2 separate regions of the Capra hircus genome follow, and region 2 is linked to region 1. Evidence: chromatin contacts called from public Hi-C data. All regions are on one chromosome and are shown on one strand. The core of a region is the stretch at or near the end of the contact, and the rest is flanking DNA. Distances in the headings are between cores, read along the strand shown. Region 1 has its middle 15 kb from the start of SMC3. Region 2 holds the start of DUSP5 (dual specificity protein phosphatase 5).

The links. A called contact is a pair of places that touch in the nucleus more often than the background predicts.
Region 2: a contact with region 1 is called in a Hi-C map of blood, with 2.0 times the contacts expected there. The contact joins the promoter of DUSP5 here to the enhancer-like site in region 1. A contact is called at or near these places in 2 of 5 Hi-C or Micro-C datasets (both in blood).

Annotation. Positions count from the first base shown.
Region 1 is chr26:20,898,686-20,902,273 of ARS1.2, reverse strand. No RefSeq gene overlaps it. Among named protein-coding and RNA genes, the nearest start is that of SMC3, 15 kb to the right of the region's middle. Within about 2 kb of position 1,678, at least 2 of the 5 cell types and tissues checked have an H3K27ac peak or open chromatin away from gene starts, as enhancers often do.
Region 2 is chr26:20,934,497-20,938,084 of ARS1.2, reverse strand. It overlaps DUSP5 (dual specificity protein phosphatase 5), which reads left to right and starts at 1,705. Exons shown (of 4, transcript XM_018041694.1): 1 at 1,705-2,273. The coding sequence starts at 1,895.

The DNA.
Region 1 (3,588 bases), core at 429-2,928:
TGTGCCTAGGATATTTGCCCCCCTCTATTCTGGGTCCCCCACCCTGGGACTCTCCCAAGGGCGGAAGACGCCCACAAGCTGCTGCTGCCTCAGGAGAGCTTCTCAGAGCCAAGGAACACCTTGGAAGAAAGGGAACTTCCGAGGAATTCTTCTCGTTTGCTGAGAATGTTATAAATGCACACCTAAAGACATTCCATGTGGGAACCTCCCTGGGGGTCCACTGGTTAAGACTTCATCTTCCAATGCAGAGAGTGTGGGTTCCATCCCTTGTCTGGGAGCTGAGATCCCACATGCTTTGCAGCAAAAAAAAACAAAACAGAAAACAGAAGCAATATTGTAACAAATTCAATAAAGACTTTTAAAATGGTGCACATCCTAAAAGATATTCCATGTGAATCAATCAGAAGAGAGTCTGGCATAAAATAAATACTCAAAAAAGTGATGGCTACTACTTTATGTTTAAGAGTATTTAAAATAGTTTTTAAAGTTACAATTTGTAAGACCCATGGTTGAAGGACATTGTCCTTCATATGCTTGTCCTTTTGTATATGTTTACATTGGTTGTTGATGATTGCAAGATGTATCTGCTAAATCAGACTGTCAGCTAATAGTTGAGAGGGCAAGGTTTTTTGGGAAGGAGTAGAATCCTGGGGAAGATTTAATCAAAGATGACTTCCTGGAGGAGGTGCTGAGCAAAGAGTTTTAAAGGAATTGATGAGAGGATGGATGGAAGCATGATAAATGACATGGAATCTGAAAGCTGGAACAATTTTGCCTACCTTCTCTGAGACTTAATTGATATCATATACATTAAATGAATGGCATGTAACAGGAACCCAGTTACTGGTAGATGATGAAGAAGAAGGGATGCAGGGGGCAGGGGGCAAGAGAGAAAGAGGGAAAGGGGCCAAGAAGCAGGAGACCTCGGTTCCAGACATAGGTGTGCCTCTGGTTAGCAATGTGAGACTTTGGAAACATCACTACCTTCTTAATACCTCAGATTTCTTTTCTTCCAAATGGATTATTCAAGTTAAGATGTCCACTTCTAGAAGTCCCTGATTATAATAAATACAAAATTAGAATAGCTATTGTTTATTACTGCCTACCATATACCAATCACTTTTTAAAATAATAAACATAACATCTTATTTGATTTTCACAACAAAGCTGTTCAGTTCAGTCGCTCGGTCGTGTCCAACTCTTTGTGACCCCACGGACTGCAGCACACCAGGCCTCCCTGTCCATCACCAACTCCCGGAGTTTACACAAACTCATGTCTATTGAGTTGGTGATGCCATCCAACCATCTCATCCTCTGTCGTCCCCTTCTCCTCCTGCCTTCAATCTTTCCCAGCATCAGGGTCTTTTCAAATGAGTCAGTTCTGCGCATCAGGTGGCCAAAGTATTAGAGCTTCAGTTTCAGCATCAGTCCTTCCAATAAATATTCAGGACTGATCTCCTTTAGAATGGACTGGTTGGATCTCCTTGCAGTCCAAGGACAAAGCTGTTAGTGGTAACAAGTAGCAAAGCTTAGTGGACTCCATTAGTATTCCCATTATTTTGTTAAGGAAATGGAGGCTCAGAGAAGTCAAGTAACCTGTACCAATGGTAGCTTTAGTAAATAGGGTCTCTGACTCCAGGAAGGCAGAGAGATGCTGCCTCCTGGAAGCCATCCCCTCTACAGAGAAACTTTTCCCCACATGGCGGGGATTGGTGCTGGCTGGCTCACTGGAGATGACAATGCTACAGGAAGGAGCCTGCTGTCCTACCAGGTTTCACCGCCCGGTTTCTGTGGCAGCCCCAGCCCATACCTTGAACCCCCACCCCCACCCACCCACACCCCCACCTCAGCACAGTGACTTTCCCCCAAAGCTGTGTCACTCCCAACAGACGACAGTCAGGAAAAAGCTCCGTGGTTGAATCACAGTGACCACTTCCTGTTTCATTCAGGGTCCTCTGTGCTCCAGAGCCCTCACTCTGCCATGCCCTGTTTAGTAATAAGAGCCACGGTATGCATGACCACTCCCCCCTCCCCGCTGCTAGGGAGACTTAGTCAGCTTTCCTGTGCCCTTAGCCTACCAGGCTGAGGGGCGCAAGCTCTCAGCTTCAGCCCTGTTCCACACCCCTGCTGCGGAGAGCCCAGTGGGACCCTGGTTGTCCTGGGGCTGGGTAAGGAGGCAAACCAGGACCCCATCCCTCCAGACGGGTGATGTAAGACTGACGGGGACAGGTGGGTGGATGTTCAAGCCTCAGCCATGAAGTAAGGAGTAGTCACTGACCCCGTGGGCACCTCGTGGGCACCCACTCAAGGCATACTGCTGTCTCTAAGCACAGGGTTCAGGACTCTGTGTGGAAAGACAAACACAGATGGGGTTGTGTGTCTCGGGGGAAACCCCAGTCCTCTCCCAGTTGCTCAGAACAGGCTTCCTGGAGGTTGACAAACTGCAAGGAAGGTTGAGTGTGAGAGCGGAAGAAGTCATCAGATATTTGAGAGGCTGACTGGTGGGGGACACTTCCTCTGGGTAAAGGAATCCAGGAACATTGTTTAAGATCTTTTGAAGTCGTAAGCCTCTAAAGGTGTTTCTTGCCCACCCTCCCCTCAAAGGTAATACAAAATTAAGCATCTAATTCCTAAAAACAAGTATAAAGAAGTCCAATAAAGTTCTGAGTTTTCTCATGAACCACTTTAGTGCTTTTTTTCCTTCTCTTTTTAAAAATAGTTATCACATATCAGTGTCCCTTGAAATTGTTTTTATGCTTTCAGATGCCTCCACCTTGCTGTTCCAACAGCCCTGATGGTCAGCCTGTTGGATAATCCTGCCCTGGGGACAGTGGATGGGTGTCACTGGGCCATGCGTGCTGTCTAGTAGAGGGAAGAGCTTTCTCACCGTGTGTGTTGTATGACCACTGAGTGGGCTGCCCAGGAAAGGAGTGCCTGGTCCTTGGTGTGTTCCCACCCACACGAGGTCAGAAGTCCCCATGACGAGGATGGGTTGTGTGGGAGAGGGAGTCTGGAAGGGGTACTCTAAGCTCCCTCCCAGTCCAGTGATGCTAGGGCGGGAATTCCAAGCACCTTGGAAAGAAAGCATTCATGAGACTTGCTCCAGGCTAGTGGTCAACCCAAATGTGGGTTGGCCTCTGGGGTTCTATTGGGGACTTTGAGGAGAAGAATTTCTCTTCCCACAAGGAAGGCAAGCTTAAACTTGCCTTGGAAGTTTTGGCACCAACCCTGCAGGAGCATCTGGAAAACCAACCACTGCCACAGATGGTGCTAGTGGTGGGTGTGCCAGGACCAAATGGGCGGGACTATGGGGCATCTGGGCCACCAATCCAAGCTCTCTCTATTTAATGCTTTTTAGGCAAATGCTGCCCCGAGTCCTTCTGATTCATAAGAACTCCTTGAAAGTCACAGCTGCTTTATTGGGTCCTTGTACGCCTGGCACCAAGGCTTCCCTGGTGGCTCAGATGGTAAAGAATCTGCCTGCAACGGGGGAGACCCGCCTTCGAGCTCTGGGTCAGGAAATTCCCCTGGAGAAGGGCAACCCACTCCAGTATTCTTGCCTGGAGAATCCCATGGACAGAGGAGTCC
Region 2 (3,588 bases), core at 456-2,955, 36 kb before region 1:
TGTCTGGAGGTAGAAGGTTCTGGTGACACTAGAGGAGGAGCAGATTGCAGGGAAGGCTGGCACAGATAACCACAAAGAGAAAGAAAATCTTCCTTCCACACCTTCATTAAGACTCCACTGGCAAGGTGAGGACAGTCCCCCTGACTGAAGGCAGCTGAGACCCAGAGGCAATGGCCAGCTAGCTGGTGTCTGGTGTGATTGCATTTGATTTCAGAATTCAATTTCTGCTTCCTTCTAAAAAAACGTCATTCCCCTTTATAGCAAACAAGCCCCTCCCTAGTGGAGGCAGCCTATTTTCCATCAGGCAGTCCCCTCTCCTCTCAGGCTCACAGTAAAACGGTTAGTCCTGAGATAGAGGGAGAAGCCTGTTTCCCTAAGAGTGTCTCTGCAGCTATCAGGGCACAGAGCTGCCCCTCAATAAATACTTGCTGAATGGGTGAGTGTGTCCAGTTCCCCAAGACTGGGGATGGGAAGCCTAAAGCTGCTGGGGACTAGTGGGGGCAGACAGCCTGGGATTATACTTTATCCACAGATAATCCCCTAAATCCCAGAAGCCACCTGGACAGTTGGCTGGGCTGAGCTCCATCAACAGTGCATGCTGACGCTGCAGCTGAGTTCACCACAGATATTTTCTGGGTGACAGAAAATGGTTCCTCAAAAAACCATTCTATTTTTTTTTTTCAGTGAAATTTTAGCTTTTTTTTTTTTTATTGGGGGGTATAGCCAATTCATGGGGTTGCAAAGAGTCGGACATGACTGAGCGACTGAACTGAACTGAACTGATAGCCGATTAACAATGTTGTGGTAGTTTCAGGTGAACAGCAAAGGACCTCAGCCATACATATACATGTATCCATTCTTCCCCAAACGCCCCCCTCCCATCCAGGCTGTCACAAAACATTAAGTAGAGTTTCAAGTGCTGTACAATAATAGGTCCTTACAACCATTCTAATTTTTATCTGGGAGTGTGACAAAGAAAAGGACCATCAATCCTTTGAGGGCAGAATCCATTTGGGGAGATTAACTGCTGGCCCTTCTCTTCCTATTTTTACTTTCGGGTACTTTTACGGTGGAAAACTTCAAAATATAAAGTAGAGAAAACAGTATAATGAACACCCAGGTACCCATCACCAAGCTCCAATGATTACCAATACAAGCCCAAACTTGAGTCATCAATAACTCAGACTTCGAAGCAAATTCCCGCTATCATTTCATTTCCCGCGTAAAGACTTCCGTAACGCCTGAAATCTGCTTCTGATTCATCTGGGGGCACGGCCGAGGGCGCCCCTAGCTCTGCCTACCGCACTGTCAGGCACAGCCCCCAGCAGGTCCAGAACCTACGTCTATGAAACTCAAAGCCTATGGTGCGACGCTAGCTCTGCCTCCTCCGCTTCCTCCTCTTCCCGCACAGCGTGGGTCACCTCGGCCTCCTGGCATTCCTGACAACCCACCGGCAGTCCCCGGTGATGCGCAAGTGAGTGTCTGCGCGCAGCGCCGCAGAGAACACAGCGAGGCGCCTTCCACTTCCTCTTTCTCGGGCTGACTAACGCTGGGGCGCCCGCCCCGCGCGTCCCGCCCCCTAGGGGCGTGGCCGCGGCCCGAAGGGGCGGGGAAATACCCATATTCCGCCTTATATGGGCAGCCACGTCACATGCCACAAACCCATTCACATAAAACGCTGCGCTGCCGGCGGAATCCCCGGCTTCTGCGGCAGCAAGTGGCCGGGCCGGGCGCCGAGCGTGCGGAGCGGGAAAGAAGAGTTGAGCGTCCGCTCCGGCGCCGGGCTCGGTCGGCCGGCCGCAGCCCCGTGGGGTCGTCCTGCTGGGCCTCGCCGGCGGGCACCCTGGCTGTGGGCACCTGCGGCGCGCACGGCGCGGGGCCGCTGGGCGGCGGCATGAAGGTCACATCGCTCGACGGGCGCCAACTGCGCAAGATGCTTCGCAAGGAGGCGGCGGCGCGCTGTGTGGTGCTCGACTGCCGGCCCTACCTGGCCTTCGCCGCCTCGAGCGTGCGCGGCTCGCTGAACGTCAACCTCAACTCGGTGGTGTTGCGGCGGGCCCGCGGCGGCGCGGTGTCGGCGCGCTACGTGCTGCCCGACGAGGCGGCGCGCGCGCGGCTGCTGCAGGAGGGCGGCGGCGGCGTGGCGGCCGTGGTCGTGCTGGACCAGGGCAGCCGGCACTGGCAGAAGCTGCGCGAAGAGAGCGCCGCGCGCGTGGTGCTCACCTCGCTGCTCGCCTGCCTGCCCGCCGGCCCGCGGGTTTACTTCCTCAAAGGTGAGCTGCGTCGGAGCCGCGGGTCCTCGGTCACCCCCCCGCGCCAGGACGGCCCCGGGCTCTGGGGTCCCCTGCTGGCGCCGGCGCCTTCCTCGATCCTGGCGCCGGGGAAGTTCTGCACCCTGGGGCTTGACGTGCGCCGGGAAGGCCACGACCGGTGTCAGCGCTCGCAGCTTCTCCGTCCCCACCTGTGTTCCTCGAAAGCGTTTGACGGCCTGGCTGCCCGGGGGGGTGGGGTTGCTGCACGCTGCTGGGGGCGCTGCTTCTTAGCAGTTAGGGAGCGCCCAGCACGAGCCGGGTTTCCCGGCCCCGGCTTCATGTCTTTCGCTGGGGCCGACGCTCTGGAGCCTTCCTAATGGACAGATCTGAAGGGATCCGCGGGTCGCCACCACCTCCCCAGGAGCGTGGCGCCGCGGTGTCCCCTTTCCTCCCGCCTGGACAATTAATGTATGTTAGGCTGTGTCTTCATCGACTCTCTTGCCTTTTTGACCCTGGCGAGTCCCTCCCCTCTCTTCCTTTTCATTTCATTTTATTGCTTTTTATTGTTCCTCGGCGTCCCCTTCTCCCCTCCCAGGCCAGCTCCATTTGGAGCTGGCAGTCTTTAGTCTTCCCACTCTTTTTCACCTTCTCTCTCCTGCCCTGGAATCATCCCCTGGACTGGTCGTGGGCCAGAGCTGGGGCACCTAACGCGGTCTCCCGGGGGCTGGCGGCAGGTTAGCGGGCGAGCCAGGACCTAGGAGAGGAGCCACAGGGTGCTTGTGAAGGGGACTGCGGCGCATTTGGTTTGAGACCCTCCAGTAGCTGCTTCTCCAGTCTGCACGTTACACCTGCTGGGGGAGATGACTTTGCTGGTGGGTGGGTGATTTACTGTCAAATTCCAGAGTATTGATTTCTGGATCACTTCCTGTGATTGCTGCCACCTTTTATTTGAGTCCGTTTTAATCTCAGGTGTATGGAAGGCTTAGCCTATAGGGAAGAGACGATGAGGACTCAGCCCAGCCAGCTCTGGGAGATCGCCTTGAGATATAACATAGCTGGGATTCAGAACTAAGGTGCGGTGAGCTGAGAGCGTGAGGGCGCTGTTTTAGAACAGTGCAAGGTGTGGAGTTTTACATCTTCCAGATTGGGAGATTCCAGAGATTCAGGGGCAGCTCCCACTTGGATTAGCAGGCTGTCTGTCCCCAGTTGATTCCTGTTACGGAGACACCAGAGGCAGATCTTTCTCTTACCCCCAGCCCCCAGGAGATGGAGAGTGCCCTCTAAACTCTGCAGAGCTTTCACACAGAGCCCCTGATTTCTTTGTCTTCCTGATACC